Regions from separate parts of the Pan troglodytes genome. Here region 2 is linked to region 1. The links are chromatin contacts, called in public HiChIP or PLAC-seq maps. All regions are on one chromosome and are shown on one strand. Each heading gives the region's core, a stretch centred on a gene start, on an enhancer-like site or on the middle of the called end of the contact. The rest is flanking DNA. Distances are from core to core; before and after follow the strand shown. Region 1 holds the start of GDAP1L1 (ganglioside induced differentiation associated protein 1 like 1). Region 2 holds the start of TTPAL (alpha tocopherol transfer protein like).

Region 1 (4,028 bases), core at 186-2,685:
CTTGGCGTTTTCACTGCAGTGAACTCGTGAAGTTGAACAATCTCCAAAGAGATGAAACTTTAAAAAGCCTATTCGAAGTTACTTTAAGTCAAATCACACCAGGCAATTTAACTTTGCCTCGGATTTTCCACAACCTTACAAAAATTACAAAGTTCTTCTAAGTTCCTCCATCAAAAGGCCAAATTCCTGGTTTTTTCTTTCAACAAAATGGATGCGTCACAATCTTATTTACATCTTGCCGTTTTAACCAAGACCTCCTTGAATCCCAAGCCTAGGTCTACATTTCCAGGCCCCTGAGACGACCTAAGAACGATCAAGAAGGGATGCGCGGGTAAGCGTTGTCATCACAACATTAAAGATTTCGAAACTCCCAGACCACCAGGAAGCGTAGAGTATGGGGAAGAAAACCATGCCCAGCAACTCTAAGAGGCAAACTAGACCGGGAGGAAACAATCGGCCCCCAGGACAAAAAGCACATTCACACCTCTCCGTGCAACCCACTCATCCCTTTATACTCGCAGCGCTGCAGCCAAAGCACAAAGTTCTTTCTTTTCACCCAGAGTCTGTGCCTGTCGCGGTTAAACATGAACGGAGGAAAATTCCTAGTCAGAACCCAGAGGGGTAGGACGGGGCTTGGAGTGTGGGGACAACGCCAAGCAGGGAGCTGTCCAGGGGCACTGCCCGCCCGGGGTCTCCAGCTGTAAAGTTGCGCTCCTCGGGAGATTCCTGGGGTCAGAACGAGAGGCTGGAGTCGGAGCGAGGCACGAGGGATGCGGGAGAAGAAAGGAGTGGGGCCGAAGAGGTAGCCAACGAGAATGGGGCTCCGAGGCGAGAGGGAAAGGACTGGAAGGGGCAAAGGGCGGCCAAGGAGGGCGAAAAGGGGAAGCTGCCGCTGGGCGGGAGACGGCGGAGGAGCGAGACGGGGCGGGGGACCGCGGGAGGACGGGAAGGCGGGAAGAGGAGAGAGCGTGGAGCTCGGAGCTCCAGCAGGCACAGGCCGCGGCAGATAAGGGGGCGCGGAGAGGCCCAGGCCCGGCCCAGGCAGGAGGCGTCGGGAGACGACGCGACCCAAGGCGGGCGGGCCCGGGGAAAACCGCCCGCGGCCAGACCGGCAGTGGAAGCTGAGACGCAGTGCTGCGGCCCCTCCCCGTCACGTCAGGGCACTTACCTCCTCACAGCTGGGACGCTCCGGTGATGCGGTGCAGTCAGTTCAGAGCGTCTCTCCCAAATCTCGGCGCCCAACTGACCCGGATCCAAACCAGCCAAAGGGGCGGCCCGCGCCTCGGGAGTCGCATTGCGCCTGCGCACTCCGGCATGCACCCCGCCCCCTGCTTATGCTCCTCCCACCCCAGTGACTCGGCAGCGCGGCAGCCGACGACTGCGCAGACGCAGGGCGGCGGCCGCGCCTCTCGAACGCCCCGCACCCGCCCCCCTCAGAAGCACGTGCGCCTTACGTAATTTCCTGTTATTCTTCGGTTTGCCTCCTCCCAGTGGCGTGGATTTGCTCCCGACCCGCTTTTGGGGCGTGCCTGCTTCCTCCTCTCTGTTAGGTGAGTGAGTAGGCGTCATTCTTCACAGTAGTCCTCTGCCTCCACCGCCCCGGGATCTCCTTGCGCTTGGTCCTCTACGTGGAGTCACCTATGCAGAAGAATTCCACGGGGCGGGGGCGAGGACAGGGTGCGGGGGTCTTTATGGCAGACAGTCCCCGGCTGAGCGCTTGGCCAGAGTTTCTGTGATGCTAGAATCTGGACTGCCTGCGACCTCTCCGGGACTCGGACACCAGCCCTCGCCTCCTGGTGATCTTTTAGGTCCTGCAGAGAAGCGAAGAGGTATTGGACGTGGCCAGGGTCAATAGTGTGAAGCCAGAATTAGAATTGAATTGAAATGCCTTCGGTTTTGATATCTCTGCTGTTTGTCTTGAGGCAACTGCTTTTCCTCCTTTGGGCCTCTCAGTTTTCCATCTAGTAAGTGAGGAAGTTGAACCTTATCGGTGAATCTCGTGTTTTCAGGCGTAGACTCCTTTGAGAATCTGGTAAGAACTGTAGATCCTCTTGCCAAACAAATGCACCTACACACCAAATTTTGCAAAAAGATTTAGGCAGTTCACCAAAGGAGATGAATTTTAGGATTCTTTACATTTTTCTGATTCTGAATGTTGCTCAGATGGTAGGCGGGAAAAGGTGATCTGTGCAACAGCTGCCACCCGCTCCATCACCAGGACTGGTTCTGCTGATCTAGCTGTGCCTCTCCTCGCCTGCCAATCTCCAGCTCCACGTCTGCACTTCTCAAAGCTTCGTGAGAACAGATGATTTTGCGCAATAGAGTTGGATGGCGTTGATTGTGGCCCACCCCTAGAGTGAGGGTTTTTCCCTGAAGCAAAACTGGCCCCATCCACCGTCATTCCCCAATACCTTAGTTGTAGTCAACTAACTAGATAGGCTGCCGAAGATGGTTTAACTGTGTCCAGCTTAACTACAGCCAGGCTTTGGAATGCCTGGCCTATGTCTGTAAATGAAATCTAACAATTTATTGTATAACGTTGTTAAACATGAAGCATGAAGTTGGCCGTGGATAAAACATTTTAAATTCTCGTCGTTCATACCAGAGGCTCAGTAACTGACCGGTTGAAAGAAAACTGTTCATTGTAACCTAATGATGCTAGTTAGATAGCATTAGATTATGTTAGAGATTAGATAACTTGTTCTAGCTGCCTTTGTCCTGTCTCACAGTGCTAGTAAGTCAGGATTTAAACTGCCCTTCTCAACATCTCTTGGACAAGAAAAAGCGGGAAATACGATGTATTTTTTTTCTCAGACCTTGCCAAGTGAAATGTATCAAAACCAAACATGTCTTTTTAAGCTGCCACTTCAAAATATAACTTAAGATAAAATCTCATATATCCTTGAGAAGGCCTGGCACGGTAGCTCATGCCTATAATCCCAGCACTTTGGGAGGCCGAGGCGGGTGGATCACTTGAGGTCAGGAGTTTGAGACCAGCCTGGCCAACATGGCGAAACCCTGTCTCTACTAAAAATATGAAAAATTGGCTGGGCATGGTGGCGCATGCACCTATAATCCCAGCTACCCGGGAGGCTGAGGCAGGAGAATCTCTTGAAGCCGGGAGGCGGAGGTTGCAGTGAGCCGAGATTGCACCACTGCACTCCAGCCTGGGCCAACAGAGCAAAACTGTCTCAAAAAAAAAAAAAAAATCTCATATATCCTTGAGGGGAAAGAATTGTCTGGATCGTGATTGAATTCCCAGGGCTTAGCACACTTCCTGGGGGTTAGTAGATGCTCAATACAGTTTTGGTGAATTCTCATTTTACCTGCTTCCCATCCCTAATTATATTAAATACCAAAAACTAAAAAGTTACAGTATTTCATTTTATGTAAGCACATCTCCATCATAAAGAGTTAGATGCTTTCCAAGAATGTGACTCATTACTCGGGGAGTACTTGGAAGGTGAGAACCTCTTGTGAATGCTGAAGCCTGTTAACTCACACACCTGACGTGGCCTGAAGTTTTAAGTCATTATACATAGGACTGGCTCACGGTGTGATACATCATGACTTGGAATGAGATAGAAAAGCTACAAAATGGGATGGATCTGAGTGAACAAAAAGCCAGATCGGTGTCCTATACCAGCAATTCCAAGTCTTTTTAACCATGGGAAAAAAACCTGAATTTGTGTGTGGACTTTACATTGAAGAAATCAACTTTGTATTAATGCACATGGTAATGCCATTTAATTAAAAAGCTGTGGTAGATGTAAAATTCCTCTAACAGTGCTTCTTTCTTGCTACAAGTGTCTTGTACATGCTTTAGTAAGAGGGACTTAATTCCATGAATTTATACTGCAAGAACAATTTATATAGGAAGATAATAGTTTCTCTTAAAAAATAACTTTGGAGAAGCCAAGTCCAAAGTAATGAAGAAAATTATTTGCCTAACCATGTGGCTGCCATCCTACCAGTTGGTAATCTGGAAAATATTCTGTTCTTATGTTTTAAGACTCAAATTAATTTAT
Region 2 (3,736 bases), core at 863-3,362, 260 kb after region 1:
AGGGGTGAATTTATTCCAATACCTAGGACAGCCTGGTTAGGACAGGGTCATCCCTCACCCTTTGCCACAAGAGCTGCCATTTGGCAGGGCGCAGGAGAATGGCTTGAGCCCAGGCAGCCTCCCAGGTGGCTGGGATTACAGGCCTGGCTAATTTTTGTATTTTTAGTAGAGACAGGGTTTCACCAGGTTGGCCAGGCTGGTCTCGAACTCCTGAACTCAGGTGATCCACCTGCCTTGGCTTCTCAAAGTGCTGAGATTATAGGCATGAGCCACCACATCCGGCTGTTTTGGGGGGTTTTCTTTTTGAGACAGAGTCTCGCTCTGTCGCCCAGGCTGGAGGGCAGTGGCATGATCTCGGCTCACTGCAACCTCTGCCTCCTGGGTTCAAGTGATTCTCCTGCCTCAGGCTCCCACATAGTTGGGTGTGACAGCCGGAAGTGGGGGCCTCGGATTACAGGCGTGTGCCACCACGCCCAACTAATTTTTGTATTTTTAGTAGAGACAGGGTTTCACCATGTTGGCTGGGGTGGTCTCATCATAGTCCTGATCTCAAGTGATCCACCTGCTTCAGCCTCCCAAAGTGCTGGGATTCCAGGCGTGAGCCACTGCACCCGGCCTTACCTTACGTTTTAAAAGATTTCACAGATGTGATTAATGTAAGGATCTTGAGATGGTAAGATTATTCTGGATTATCTGGCTGAGCCCAATGTAATCCCAAGAGTCCTTATAAGAAGAGGGAAGCAGGATCAGTCAGTAGTAGATGTGACAACAGAAGCCAGAGGTTGAGGTGATTTGAAGAAGGGGCCATAAGCTAAGGAATGCAGGTGGCCTCTACAAACTGTAAAAGGAAAGGAACTGATGCTTCCTCGAAATCCCCAAAAGAATGCAGCCTTGCCAACACCTTGATTTTAGACTTTTGACCTAGAGAACTGCAAGAGAATATATCTGTGTTGTTTCAATCCATGAAGTTTGCAGTAATTCCTTGTAACAGTAACAGGAAAATAATACATAGATTTAGCAAACAAAACAAAATCCAGGATGCCCAGTAGTCATATTTGAATTTCCTATAAACAACAATTTTTAAAGTATAAATGTGTCCCAAATGTTGCATAAGACACACTTATCTGTGTGTATGTGTGTGTGTGTTTGGAAAGGAACATGCTTAAATGTTTATCTGAAATTCAAACTGTAGTGAATGTTATATATTTTGTCTGTCAATCTTAGAAGTGATGAAACTGAGAGCAGGAGTCAAAACTCATGATTCCCAGGTCCCCTCCATACTGCTGCCCCCTGCCCCTCAATCTGGCAGAAACTGCCACGTTCTTGTGGCCCTCATGGGTCACTTCCCATCTTCTTGGGACTCCTCTTGCCCCTGGGGTAGGAAAACGAAAAGACTGTTTAAGGTCGTTTCTTTGGGCTCAGAGTTCTCCTGGACCACCAGAGGTGGTCCTCTGCCTCAGAGGGACCTAGGAGATTTGCCTCAAAGTTGCAGTTGCACAAAATACTTGCGGGCGGATCTTAATGGACTGGGGTGGGAGTTAGTAAAGCCTTTGTCTGGAGGGAACGTAATGAACCCCAAAGCAGGAAAAAAGTAATTATTGAATCAGGCTCCAGAGCAAGAATCAGGTTTCAGGTAAGGAAACGGAAGCACAAGAAGGAATGGGGACTTGCTCCAGGTCACTCAGTTAATGACAGACAGATGTCCCCTGGTTTGGAGTCTCCCCTTTTGGAGCAGCTAGTCCTGATAGCAGCCATAGTGGGGGGAAGTCTAGAATGCTAATCCTGAGGTCCGGGTTTGAAGCCCTTTACTGCCTTGATTGCCAGTTTCCCTTTCCTGAAATAGGGGAATTGCATAAATATGAGGAGTTAATAAGATCATGGATGTTAAACAACAGGTACATGTTAGCATGTTCTTGGAAAATGGCAGCTTCTTTCCTTCCTTCTCTGAGCCTCAGTTTCCCCATCTATAAGCCGGGTTTGACAAGCGGCTGGTGCCCCAGCTCCTCCCAGCTACTCCAGGTCCGCAGCTCGGAGCTCCGGCAGCCAGGTGGGGACTGAACACCAACGCCGCGGGGAGGCGTCGCACATGCGCGCTCCTAGGCGGAGCCCCGCCTCCCACGCCCTGGATCGTCACTTCCGGCGCGAGGGGCCGGGCAGGCCGGGCAGGGAGTGCGGGTCGGTTCTGCGTGCGCTGCCGGACGAGGCTCCCGCCGCCGATTGACCCGCGCTCCGCCCGTAGTCGGGCCGGTGAGTGCCCGCGAGCCCATCCGTGTGCCCTGGGAGCTGAGGAGAGGGACCCCTGAGAGGGAAGGATAACCGGAAGTGGGGACCAGAGGAGCGAGAGACCCCAGGAAATGGGGACACCTGGGGAGGGGGTGACAGCCGGAAGTGGGGGCCTCGGAAGGTTGTCCACGGGATATGGGGTCTCGGGGGCTCTAGGAGAGATGGCTTCCTGACCTCTCCTTGTTGAGAGGAAGGGGTGGAAAGGAAAGTGATGCTCCAGAAAGGATGGGCTCCAGGTGGGGGAGATCTTTGGCTTCACCGTTACCAATGGTGTCTGCATCTCACTCATATGTCCGCCTGTCAGCTCATTCACCAGCCTGTGACTGAGTCCTGCTGAGCGCTCGGCACTGCTGAGTCCCTGGAGAGTCAACATGAAGCTCCAGGTGGAGGGTACAGATTAGAAGCCCAGGGTGGGGCTAGACGCATCCTTGCTCTGCCTCACCGGGTGTGCCCCCTTGGGCGAATCGCTTAACCTATATCCTCCGCTGATGTGTACAGACCACTGCCATGTGCCCGGCACTGGGGGTGGCAGTGGACATGGCAGACAAGCCCTCTGTCCTGGTGGAACTTAGATTCTAGGGGACAGTCCTTTTTGTCCTCCTTTGTAAAATGGCAACAGTAATAGCGCTCTCACCAAATAACGTGAAGATTAAATGAGGAAATGGGTAAAGGGCTTAGCAATGCTTGATACATGGTAAAGTGCTCAAGTATGCATTCTCTTCATTCCACTATAATGTAAGCTTTATTAGGCAAGGAATTGTATTGTTTGCGTCTGTGTTCCCAGTGCCTGTGAGCACAGTGCCTGACATATATGGTAGGTGATCGGTAATTATTTGATAAATGAGTGCGTGGTGAAACTGACTCTAGATAAATGCCCATAGCATTGGACTGTAATTTCTAAAAAAGAAATAGGAACCCAGTTCTGTGGAAAACTGGAGGGAATCACCCTCAGGGAGTTTGGGAAGGATTCACTGAGGTGGTGACATGGCAGCTGAGCCTGAGCTGTCAAGTTAGGAACAAATTAGAAGAGGAAATTCCAGGCAGAGTGTATCAGAAGTGCACGAGTTATTCCAAGGATGATGGGTTATTAGTTTGTTTTGACTGGCATTTAATGTGCATCAAGGTGGGGTGCGATGGAAAATGAGGCTGGAGAGGGGCTTTGAGGTGAGGCTTGTACCTTGTGAACACTGATGTTTGATGGGATTGCAGGCATCTCTTGGTTACTTCCATAGAAACAAAGCCATAGTTGTTCCATTCCTCACTTAGCATACCTGTGCCAACCAGACTAAAGTCATTCAACAAATATTTATGGAGTGCAGATTATGTGTCTAACACCATGTTAGGCGCTGGGTTTCAGGTGATGAACAAGACAAACTTGGATGTTGCTCACAAATTGCCAACAGACAATTGCAACAGGGTGGGAGAAGTGCGGGGGAGGCACCTAACCTGGCTG

Evidence for each region. HiChIP or PLAC-seq counts read pairs in DNA pulled down with a chosen protein or histone mark.
Region 2: a contact with region 1 is called in an H3K4me3 HiChIP or PLAC-seq map of stem cell-derived excitatory neurons, with 10 times the contacts expected there. The contact joins the promoter of TTPAL here to the promoter of GDAP1L1 in region 1. A contact is called at or near these places in 3 of 7 Hi-C or Micro-C datasets (induced pluripotent stem cells and stem cell-derived neural progenitor cells), 1 of 1 datasets of contacts at active chromatin or transcription factors (stem cell-derived excitatory neurons) and 1 of 1 other capture datasets (stem cell-derived neural stem cells).

The regions. Positions count from the first base shown.
Region 1 is chr21:50,465,980-50,470,007 of NHGRI_mPanTro3-v2.0_pri, forward strand. It overlaps GDAP1L1 (ganglioside induced differentiation associated protein 1 like 1), which reads left to right and starts at 1,436. Exons shown (of 7, transcript XM_016937949.3): 1 at 1,436-1,550. OSER1 (oxidative stress responsive serine rich 1) reads right to left here and starts at 1,284. Exons shown (of 4, transcript NM_001279967.1): 1 at 1,169-1,284.
Region 2 is chr21:50,726,415-50,730,150 of NHGRI_mPanTro3-v2.0_pri, forward strand. It overlaps TTPAL (alpha tocopherol transfer protein like), which reads left to right and starts at 2,113. Exons shown (of 5, transcript XM_001152483.7): 1 at 2,113-2,247.